Linked DNA regions of Mus musculus: regions 1 and 2 are each linked to region 3. The links are chromatin contacts, called in public HiCAR-type and HiChIP or PLAC-seq maps. All regions are on one chromosome and are shown on one strand. Each heading gives the region's core, a stretch centred on a gene start, on an enhancer-like site or on the middle of the called end of the contact. The rest is flanking DNA. Distances are from core to core; before and after follow the strand shown. Region 1 holds the start of Dhx35 (DEAH (Asp-Glu-Ala-His) box polypeptide 35). Region 2 holds the start of Ppp1r16b (protein phosphatase 1, regulatory subunit 16B). Region 3 holds the start of Emilin3 (elastin microfibril interfacer 3).

What was found. HiCAR-type assays count read pairs that join an accessible place to other places. HiChIP or PLAC-seq counts read pairs in DNA pulled down with a chosen protein or histone mark.
Region 1: a HiCAR-type map of astrocytes shows a contact between it and region 3, with 6 times the contacts expected there. The contact joins the promoter of Dhx35 here to the promoter of Emilin3 in region 3. A contact is called at or near these places in 7 of 39 promoter capture datasets (the 3T3-L1 cell line, cranial neural crest, embryonic stem cells and 4 more) and 2 of 115 datasets of contacts at active chromatin or transcription factors (VIP interneurons and astrocytes).
Region 2: an H3K4me3 HiChIP or PLAC-seq map of stem cell-derived neural progenitor cells shows a contact between it and region 3, with 9 times the contacts expected there. The contact joins the promoter of Ppp1r16b here to the promoter of Emilin3 in region 3. A contact is called at or near these places in 3 of 39 promoter capture datasets (cranial neural crest, embryonic stem cells and frontonasal cranial neural crest) and 3 of 115 datasets of contacts at active chromatin or transcription factors (embryonic forebrain, embryonic midbrain and stem cell-derived neural progenitor cells).

The regions. Positions count from the first base shown.
Region 1 is chr2:158,793,255-158,796,709 of GRCm38.p6, forward strand. Dhx35 (DEAH (Asp-Glu-Ala-His) box polypeptide 35) reads left to right here and starts at 1,553. Exons shown (of 22, transcript NM_001372513.1): 1 at 1,553-1,674. The coding sequence starts at 1,635.
Region 2 is chr2:158,665,708-158,668,862 of GRCm38.p6, forward strand. It overlaps Ppp1r16b (protein phosphatase 1, regulatory subunit 16B), which reads left to right and starts at 1,428. Exons shown (of 11, transcript NM_001159662.1): 1 at 1,428-1,542.
Region 3 is chr2:160,910,831-160,914,037 of GRCm38.p6, forward strand. It overlaps Emilin3 (elastin microfibril interfacer 3), which reads right to left and starts at 1,509. Exons shown (of 4, transcript NM_182840.2): 1 at 1,178-1,509; 2 at 1-34. The coding sequence starts at 1,341. It overlaps Gm35181 (a long non-coding RNA gene), which reads left to right and starts at 1,502. Exons shown (of 6, transcript XR_375190.4): 1 at 1,502-1,841.

The sequences.
Region 1 (3,455 bases), core at 303-2,802, 2.1 Mb before region 3:
GAGAGAGGTCTTGGAGCTGCTCCTTCAAGGATCTAAAGCAGGGGTGAAGCATTCTCCACAGAAGGATTAGCATGTGCTGAACTTCATTTAATTATTAAGGAAACAAATCAAATCTAGAAACGAACGTGACATAAACTCAGATTTTGCTCGTGTGGTATATTTGCCCTGGCAGTTGAGCTAATGAGAGCCGATTCCGACCTAGTGCCTGCAGTGTCTTGCACTGTGTTAGGTCCTCTGCCCCTCATCTCCTTTAACACTTCTTTAAAGCTCAGTTTACAACTGAGCTTAAATGTCAGCCAGGTGATGGGCAAGCTAAGGATTCTGAATCAGGGTTACTTGTTTCCAACGCTTTCCGTAATTTGCCATTTCCCTCAAAGAATGAAGCATTTTCTTTTGGAGCTCTAAAAATGTATAGATTTTAAAGCCTCTTAATTTGTGGCTTCCTTGAGCCCAGCACAACTGTTCCATCCAGTAGAGGATGGAAACAGATGCAGAGACCCACAGCCAAATATTAAATGGAGCTTGAGGATGGGGGTGGGAGTGGGGGAGGAGTGTGTGGAAGAGTTGGGGGAAGGACTGAGGGCCCAGAAGAGGACAGGGCCTCCAAAGGAAGACCACCAGAGTCAACTAACCTGGACCCTTGGGGGCTCTCAGGGACTGAACTACCAACCAAAGAGCGAGCATGGGCTGTATCTGATGCAGAGTCCCCCAACAACTGGAGCAGGGGCTATCCCCGAGTCTGTTGCCTGCCTGCAGAGCCCATTCCCCTAACTGGGCTGACTTGTCTTGTCTTAGTGGGAGAGGATGCACCTAGTCCTGCAATGACTTGATGTGCGGGAGGTGGGGGTGGGGGATGGGGAGGTAGAAAAAGAGCATTTGATTTATAAACGGTTGCCTTGGAGGGAACACTGGGTGAATGCACTGGCCTCACTGATCTGATTTCTAGTCTCATCTTCCGGCCCAATGTGCTCCTGCGTTCCCACTTTGCGACATTTCTCTGAAGACCACAAGTTGCCTGTATCATTTCGGCTTTACTTGCTGATAATAAGCATCATTCTGTTTATCCAGCGTTTATTCATTTACAGTTTACCCAGCCCCACCCTCGCCTGGGAAACAAGAAGCTACAGTTCCAGGGAACACAGCAGCATTAACTGAATCATCAGACGCAGGAGGTCGTTACCGCTATTATCTCTCAGTATGAAAATAGGAGACTAAAAGAGACGCAGCTGCGATAGCATGTAAACACGAGCATCTCTCAGTTCACCGGGGAAACCCAGCCTCTGCTCACACTCTTAACGCTGGTGAGTGACAGCCTGGGAACACAGCAGCGCATTCCTAGAAGTTAGTGGCAACCCAGAGTGTCCAAGCAGGGTAGAGCAGCCAATCCGAGAGACAATATGGCCGCGCGGCATCACGTGGGCCAAGGAGAGGCCCTCAAAGGCAAGCCAAAGCGAGCTGCGATCACGTGATCCATAGTGGGGGGGGGGGGTGTTGCCGGAAGGCGTGGCTTCTTTTCGCTCTACCCGCCCCCCGCAGCCCCCGCGGAGGCTGCTGGCGGGCCACGCCCCTTGAGCCCGGAGGGACTCGCGCGGGTCTAGAGGGGCGGAGTCTTCTTCGTGACCTTTCACCCCAGCATGGCTGCGCCCTTGGGACCAGTGAAATTCTGGAAACCGGGTAAGGCAGGGCAGGGAGCCTGGGTAGATGCCCGGACATGACTTTCGGCCTGGGGACCCACCCGTGGGCCTGACCGGGGGAGGGCTGGGCACCACTCCTCCGCGCGCAAGGATGCTGCAGCCCACGGTGGTCCGGAGGAAGTCAAAGGCCTCCCTAAGCTGGGCGGAAACTCTGGGTGACCTTGTTGGAGTTTCTTAGCCTCCTCGGCACCTCTTGAGATGTAGAGTCCTGAAGCGCCCGTGTGTATCTTGCTGAAGTCCTGGGGCAGCATTGGGGCTCGAGAGGCAGTGCAGCTCAGTGGCTTAGAAGCTTGGGTTATGGAGTCAGAGCGCCCAGGTTCAAGGCTGCCTCTCTGCCTTGCATCAGTAGATGGAGAACCTTGAACTCTGCCCCCATCCCTCAGAACATCGCTCCCCTCACCTGGGAAGTGGGCGGAATACGAACACCTGTCCCGTGGGCGTGGAGTAGGGGGAGTACGTAGTCCGACTTAATGGCTCATAAAAGAGAAAATGTATTCCAGTGTTTTAGGGTAGGTCTTGCCCACTCTGAATGTTTACCACAAAGTGAACGCCCTCCTTCCTAGTGGCTGTCACTTTTCCTGTTTTGTAGGCTAACAAGTCACCATCTTTTGTTTTTGCATTTTCTCAGGTCGGGTTCTTGTTGAAATACCAGACCATGATCTGTGTAGGATGCGCCTTTTGTTCACGCTTTTCTTATAAACTAAACCAAACCAAGCTAAACCAAAACACTGTTTCTTAACTGGTACCAGCCTCTGCCCTTACTTTTTTACACATTTTCTTTTTTTCTCCTCTACCTGCACTCCAGAAGATCTGGGTGTATACATTATATTGTGATGATGATAGTTTGAGACAGAAAAGGCAACAAGGGACAGCTTTTAAAGAGTGTTTTAGATGCTCCCTGGAAATCTGACCATGTGCCTAAGTGTTAGAGAAATAAACTCATGAAGGTGACACATAATTATTTTTTTTTTTTTAAATCTGAACTGGATATGGTAGTCCATGGCTGTAATCCCAACACTTGGGAGGCAGAGGCAGGAGGATCTCTTGAATTTGAGGCCAGTCTGGTGTATATTCCAGGACAGCCAGGGTCACAAAGACATACCCTGACTCTCTCGTTTGTCACTTTCATGACTCAGCATTTTCAGGCATCAGCTGATTGTCCACCCCAGTAAGTAATGAGTTACCAACTTATTCAAGAGTTAACCAGCAGACCAAAGAGTTAAGTCTAATAGAGGCTTGGATAAATTGCCAAAACTCAGACCCGGGTACCATTTTGGTTAAAGAACCTGGAACTGTTCTGAACTGTTCTACAAGTCTGTCCCATTGTTTAGTCCATTACTGTATCGAGAGTACACTTCTGTCGTCAGTCAGGTCGTGAACACGTACATGCCTGGGCTCAGCTCTCAAGGTGTGCTCTCCAAGTTACGTGTCCATGAGAAGAATGCTAAGCAAGGCAGAGGGGTGCTGTAAGGAAGATGGCCTCAAGTACTGGACTGCAGTGCCTTCCCTGCCTGGGTGACTTGCAGAGCCACACAAGTGCTCCAAGTCTCTGCTTCCTTATCGGTCATTTGTCATAATAGGATTGCTGTGAGGATTAAATGAGACAATGCACAAAACACCCGTGGTGCTAGGTACACAGCTATTATAATTGTATTAAGGTATAGGAGAGGGAGGGAAAGTGCAGTGTGAAGAATTGGCTGCGTCGTAGAGATGGTAATGGTTTTGGAGCGAACACTGAGCGCTGAAACAAGTTTGTTATGG
Region 2 (3,155 bases), core at 178-2,677, 2.2 Mb before region 3:
ACCACACCTGGTACTGGCACACATGCAGGGTACTGGTGTACACACAGGGTACTGGGGGCTGAGCCCAGAGTTTTGTGCCTGCTAGGCAAGCACTCTATCCACTGAGCTATATTTCCTTACTCAACCCACAGGGTTTTGCTCCTCCAAGAAAAGTAACTGAGTGTATTCAGCAAGTAGGAAATCAGGCAGGGTGTAGTGACCCTGCCTTTAATCCCAACATGTCTTTAATCCCAGCACTGAGGAGGTAGAGGTCACCGGATCTCTTGCTTTTAAATCCAGCATGATCCACATAGTGAGTTCTGAGCCAGTCAGGGCTGCTGAGTGAGACCCTGTCTTAAAAGAAAATAAAAAGGAAATCAGTACACTTGGTGTTGCTCCCGGCTTTACCGGTTCTATGGTTCTATCCCTGAGTGTTTCAAACAGGATTACGGGAGGATCCCTGAGACCTAAACTGTGAATCTTGTCTGCCTCCCCAGCTGCTTAGCCCTGGGTGCCTCTGGCTCTAATCTGGAGGCTGGGAAAGTGCAGGAACAAAGCCCTTTGTGGAGAAGAGAACCCCATTGTTCTAAAGTCAGCTTTCAGGGAATGCGGATTCCAGAGAATGTTTGGGATAGGGCTTTTCTCTTTGTCCACTTTCTCCCCTCTCCCTGGGGGGAGGAGCAATTTAAAGGAGCAACTTTCAAAATTAGATTAAACAGAGTTAAACCCATTGCCTTCGAGGGAAGGCACACACTGCAGGATCTTCTGCCCAGCAGCCGCCTAGGTTACATGACAGAAACCCAGGGCGTTTGGGTCTTGTTCTTAGCAGGAAACCTCAAGGAAGCAGCTGGGCCTAGATCTTCCGGGCACCTCAGCTGGTGAGAGTCATCAACCTAGGCATGACCACTTCCTTCCTCCTTCTCTTCACCTCCCCTCTTTCCAGAGCGAAAGAGTGACTGGACTCCACGTCACAGGCCATGGTCTATTGCCTTTTCTCAGGTAAAAGACCTATCTATATAGCCCCGTCCTCTAGATAAGGCCTGGCCAAGTTCCTGATGTTTGTGGAGCCTTCAGAATCAAGCTCAACGTGGGAGATTGACTTTCGGGCACTGAACTGACCCCATTCTCTGCTACTACAGGTAGGATATTATCCCTTTCTGGGCCTCACTGGGTCTATCTGTCAAATGGGAATAAAATACCACCCTGGCTTCCCCCCCTGTCTGTACTGGAGGTTAGAGGTGGGACACAGTCAAGGAGAACTATCCTGAAGCCTGACTGTGTCTCAGCTGCTTCCAAATTCCTGCAGCTCAGAAAAGGGGTCTTCATTTGGAGGGCGCTAAGATCTAGACCTTCTTGTTGCTCGGTGACAAGCCCCTTGGGGATGCGCGGGCCCACCCCTTTCCCCCGGGAGCTGAGGCTCCGCCTTAAGGGAGGAGTCAAGAGGCGGCACGGTGGCTCGCTACCCAGCCGAGCTGGCTCTGTCGCCGCACCACCAGCTGCGGCTCTGGGACCTGCGGATCGAGCCGGGGCCGGAGCCGCCCGGGGTAGGGCTCGAGAGAGCGGGTGAGTTGAGCGGCGCCGCATTCCTCTCTGCACTCTGCGGATCCGGCGGGCAGGTGTCTCGGGCCCTTCCAGTCTGGCTGGTGGAGAGGGGTGGCTCAGCCAAGGGAGGGTGGCTTAAGATAATTGGGGAGGGGGGCGGTGGCGGTGGAGTGTGCTGGAAAGGTGCAGTCTCCCACATCTCGCTATCGGATGGGGAGGCTGGTGTAGAGAGTGAATTGGCAGGGCTGCGATGGCTGGATTCTGGGGGGCGATGTGAGGTCCGTGGTCTGTCTGGGCTACTGTCTGCCAGGGTTACAAGGCTGGGTGATGAAACCACAGAACACCAGACGCCCTGGGCAAGCGGTCTACGAGCCCGGCATGGGGGCGCCGCCCCCTCGCGTGGCGGCGCTTGGTCTGGGCAGGCAGCGCGCTGAGAGCGCTGCTCCGGGGGTGGGAAAAGTCCCGGGGGCAGGCGTCCCTAAGGGCAAACCTGACCTAGTGCGGGATCTCCACCCCTAGAGAGTGTCGGTCGGTCCCGGTAGCCCCCGGCGGGGTGATTCCCCAGAAGGGATGCTCTCGGCCTCTTCGCCCGCCGCCTTGGGCGCGAGCTGCGGGTCCCGGCGCCCAGAGCGCTCCACTCCTCGCGAGTCCCGCGCATCCGTTCCCGCAGGGAGCAGCGCCCCCGAGCGCCCAAGACAGGCAGAAACGGCGCAGCCCTACCCCAGAGGTCAACTGAGGGGTCTCCCACAAGGTCACGCAGAGCACCCTGATCGCCCCGAGTGGGAGCGAGGAGCCGGAGGCTCTCCTACCCGCCTCCGTAGCGGATGCAGACTCTCTTCCTCTGCGCTCCCCTCCCAGCCCTGCCTCCAGCTTTACGGAAGATGTTGCTGATGCAGCTTCCAGCCCCGGGCGGATAATCGGGTCTAGGTGAGCTGTGACTACGGCCCTCTCTGCAACCCACTGGAGCGCCACCACTACTGGCCAGGCCTGGAAGCCTTTGCTCTCCTGGAATCAGAAGGGGGGGGGGGCAGAGATGAGGCTGCACAGAACGGAAAGCCGGTGCTTGTGCGCCCATGTGATTACACTGCTCATAAAGGGCTCCTGTTCTTGCTGTCAGAGGCGCCCACCAGCTCCTGGTTCCCGGGAGCACCAGGTGCGGCCTGTGAATCGCCCTCTGTAGAGGACCCGGAGCCCGATAGTGCCAGGCGCCGTTTCCCTCCAGGCTATCTGGGGAAGGGGCTGGCGGTCGCTCCAGGCCCTCGGGGGGTGGGGTGGGGGGACTTCTCTGTGCGCCTTATCCTGCCATTTCCTGCAGCCAGTAAGGTACCGGAGTAGAAACGGCCTCCGTGGGGAGGGAGCTTTCCTTCCAGGCTGAGCTCCGCACAGCTCAGCTGAAGACTTGCTGTCTGCCCGCGGGCCCTGCACTCGGTTCCCCATCACCACAGATCTCTAAGAAGTGGGGTGAATGGTCGCTGTAGGGTAACAGGGAGGCCTCCCGCGAAGCTCTTGGTGCATCGGAGCATCATGGATGACCCTGCTAGGCAAACCCGCCTTTAGTGAGGGTTTGAGCGGGGCGTGTCCCCTAGCCAGGTGCAGAAGTGGAACCCTGGTGGGTGGTTCTGCAGGGGCTGGGA
Region 3 (3,207 bases), core at 259-2,758:
CACATTTCTGTGTACCACATAGGCACAGAGAGACCTGCAGGGGAAGGAACACCTCTGGAATGTTTGGCCCGAGCTCACCTCTTGCTCTCAGAGTTCCCCGTATCTTTTTTTATTTATTTTATTTTATTTTTTTATTTTTGTTTCATGGAACCTTGGACCTCTGCCTGGGGTCCATATCTTCTGAACGGGGTCTGTGTCCTTGATGGGTGTCTACTGTCTACTGAGCCACGTGCTCAATTGAACCAGAAGATTGGGTGTCTACCCAACACCACTCTGAAAAGGCCGCCTCAGCTTCTCCCTCAACCACTTGGCCTTCTTTCTATTCACCCCCACCCCCACCCGGGCTCCTTCACTGGTTCTAAACTCCTTATCCTGGCCTTCAAGGTTTCTAGAGCACAACTTAGTGGCTTCTTTTTAATCAGGCTTTCCTCCTTCCTCCTGTGAAAAAGCTCTCTAGCCTCGGCTTTGCCATTTCCTTGCTCCCGAGAGCAGTACTCGTGTCTTCTCTTATAGGACATCTGCCCTGATGCTCCTGGATTCACGGAATGTGGTTGTGGGCTGGGTACTTGCCTTCAAGGTTTTATATTCGATTGGAATTCAAATTCCTGTATAAACCACTGTGGAAGTCTGTCCATTCTACAGTACAAGCCCAGGACCCACAAGTCCTCACCAGCTGTGCATCTCACCCACCTTGGGGCTCCCGCAGGGCTATTGGGGCCAGACCATAGGAGGGGAGGAGCAACTACCTAAAATAAGCATGGCTCTGTCTACAACCACGCAAGGCAGAAGAGAGACAGAAGGCATTGGACTGGGGAGCCCCGTGTGTTCCAGGCGCGGACAGCCCTTCCTCCTCTCCCTCCACCTGGTCCGCTGCGCCTGGAGTTTGCTCACAGCGCAGCTGGAAAATGTTACTTCGCTGGAAAGGTTTCCACGGGCACTGCCAGGATCCCAGTCTCCGCGCCAGGCCCCCTCGGCTGACTTGTTCTTCGCCAACCCCGCAGCCTCCTGGATGGCGGGGCGCCTACCCGCGCAAAGAATCGTGTCGGGGGAACCGCCCCATCGGTGGCTGGGGTACCCATATCTCGACGCCTCCGCGCCGGTCCGGGCAGGTGGGAGTGGCGGCGCGCCACGCGGGGGCCTCCCTCGGGTTCCCGCCGTGGCCCGGCCCCGCGCTTACTTGTGTGGCCCCGGGCGCAGCCGCGGACGCCATCCGGTGGTGTAGAGGCTGTAACGGGAGGCACTGGGCTGTGCGGGCCGCGCGAGGAGAGGGGTGCCCTTGGCCTGCGCCCCCGAGAGCAGCGCCGCGACGGTGCACAGCCACACGGACAGACGGCGGCCCATCGCGCTCGGTCGTCACTCTGTCCCTCGGGGTGCCTCCCGCGGGGGATCCTCCGCTCGCCCTCCGGGCTCCCGCGGCCACTCGCGACCGACCCCCGGAGCGCGCTGGTTCGGCCGCCTGGAGCTGTGCGGCCGCTGCGTCCCGCCGAGTGGCCGGGGCTACTCGCGGCTGGGGCCGCGCAGGGGAGGCGGGAGGCGGGCTCTGCACGGATTAGCATAAACTTGGGGCCGCGCCGCGAGCTCCGCCAGCCCCCTCCCCGTCGCCAGCCCCCGGCCCCAGCTCCAAGCTGACGCCCGAAGGGCCGCGTGCAAACACGAGGTTAAGAAACGAGCAGGCGGGACGCAGGGCGCTAAATTCCAGGAGGCTCCCCAAACACGCGCAGCCCCTGTGTACTTTTAGGGTACCGGACAAAAAGCTGCAAAGCCTGCAGGCAGGCCTGGCCTCCCTGCTGGGACCTCTTAAGACTCGCTGTCTAGCAGGACACTTCAGTCTTGAACGTCTAGTGAGTATGGGTACCATAGTCCCGACCCTGGACCCGAGATGAACTTGTATAGAGGCACACCAGGAACCCTTTCCCCAGCCAGAGTGTCCCCTGTCTATGGGTGACCCAGGAGATCTGATAACTGCAGATTTCACTTCACACCAACTTTTGCAGACCGGGGAAGGTGGCCAGGCTGCCTGTCTGAGTTCAATGATAGGCCAGCGTTGTCTGTTTCCGTTAGGTAAGCTGTACCACGTGCCCATTACCTCTCTAACCCCTCCAAGAATAACACCCCCACCTCACCCTCGCGCACGTGTGTTTCCCATAAAAGCTTTTAATTAGGTGGGCCACAGTCTGGTGTCTGGCTCATTATTAGCTTCTAGTCAAAGAATATTGCGAGGGCATCCTCGTAAGAAACTACCTTAAGCCAGGCTTCCTGCTTTTTTTCATTCCTGAACATGACTATGTAACCTAAGAGTTCATCTATACAGTCATGCTTATTGGACATCACCTTGTTAAATGCCTACCCTGCAAGAGGCTTTCTGAATTCTGATTCTGTCATCCAAGAGGACCACTTCATTCTGGCTTTGTCTCATCCCCACAGGACCATAGATGGCCCTCCAGTATCTGCACCAAGGAAATACTGGGCCTACTTGGAGGTCCCTGTCCCTCACTGTGTGTGTGTGTGGTGGGGTTTACATTCCTATGTGTTTGCATACACGTGGAGCCAGAGTCCAACCTCAGGTAATGCTTCTGAGGGACTATCACCTTGTTTCTTTGAGACTAGGTTGCTCACTGTTATGAGTCTGTCAAGTAGGTTAGGCTGGCTGGCCAGCGAACTGGCCCAATAAGCCCAGTGGATCCCAATTCTACCACACCAGTACTGGGGTTACAAGTGCTTGCAGTCATGCCTGGCATTTTCTTCCTTCCTTCCTTCCTTCCTTCCTTCCTTCCTTCCTTCCTTCCTTCCTCTCTCTCTCTCTCTCTCTCTCTCTCTCTCTCTCTCTCTCTCTCTCTCTCCTCTCTCTCTCTTCTTTCTTTCTTTCCTTCTTCCTTTCCATTTCTCTTTAAAATCAAATTCAGGTCTTCATGCTTGCAAGGCAAGCACTCCACCGACTGATCTGTCTCCCCAACTCTGCTTTCTTTCAAGAGGAACTCTGAGGGGCTGGAAGGATGGTTCAGCATTAAAGAGCACTTGATGCACTACCAGAGGACAGTTCTAGAGGACCTGGCACCCTCTTCTGACCTCCTTGGGTACCAGGCATGCATGTGGTACACCATATGCATGCAGGTAAAATAACCAGACACGGGAAACAATTTTTCTTAAAGTAACTTTGAGGTGTGAATAAACTCATTTGAAGCTGGTGGTATTAAGGATGCTGGAAAG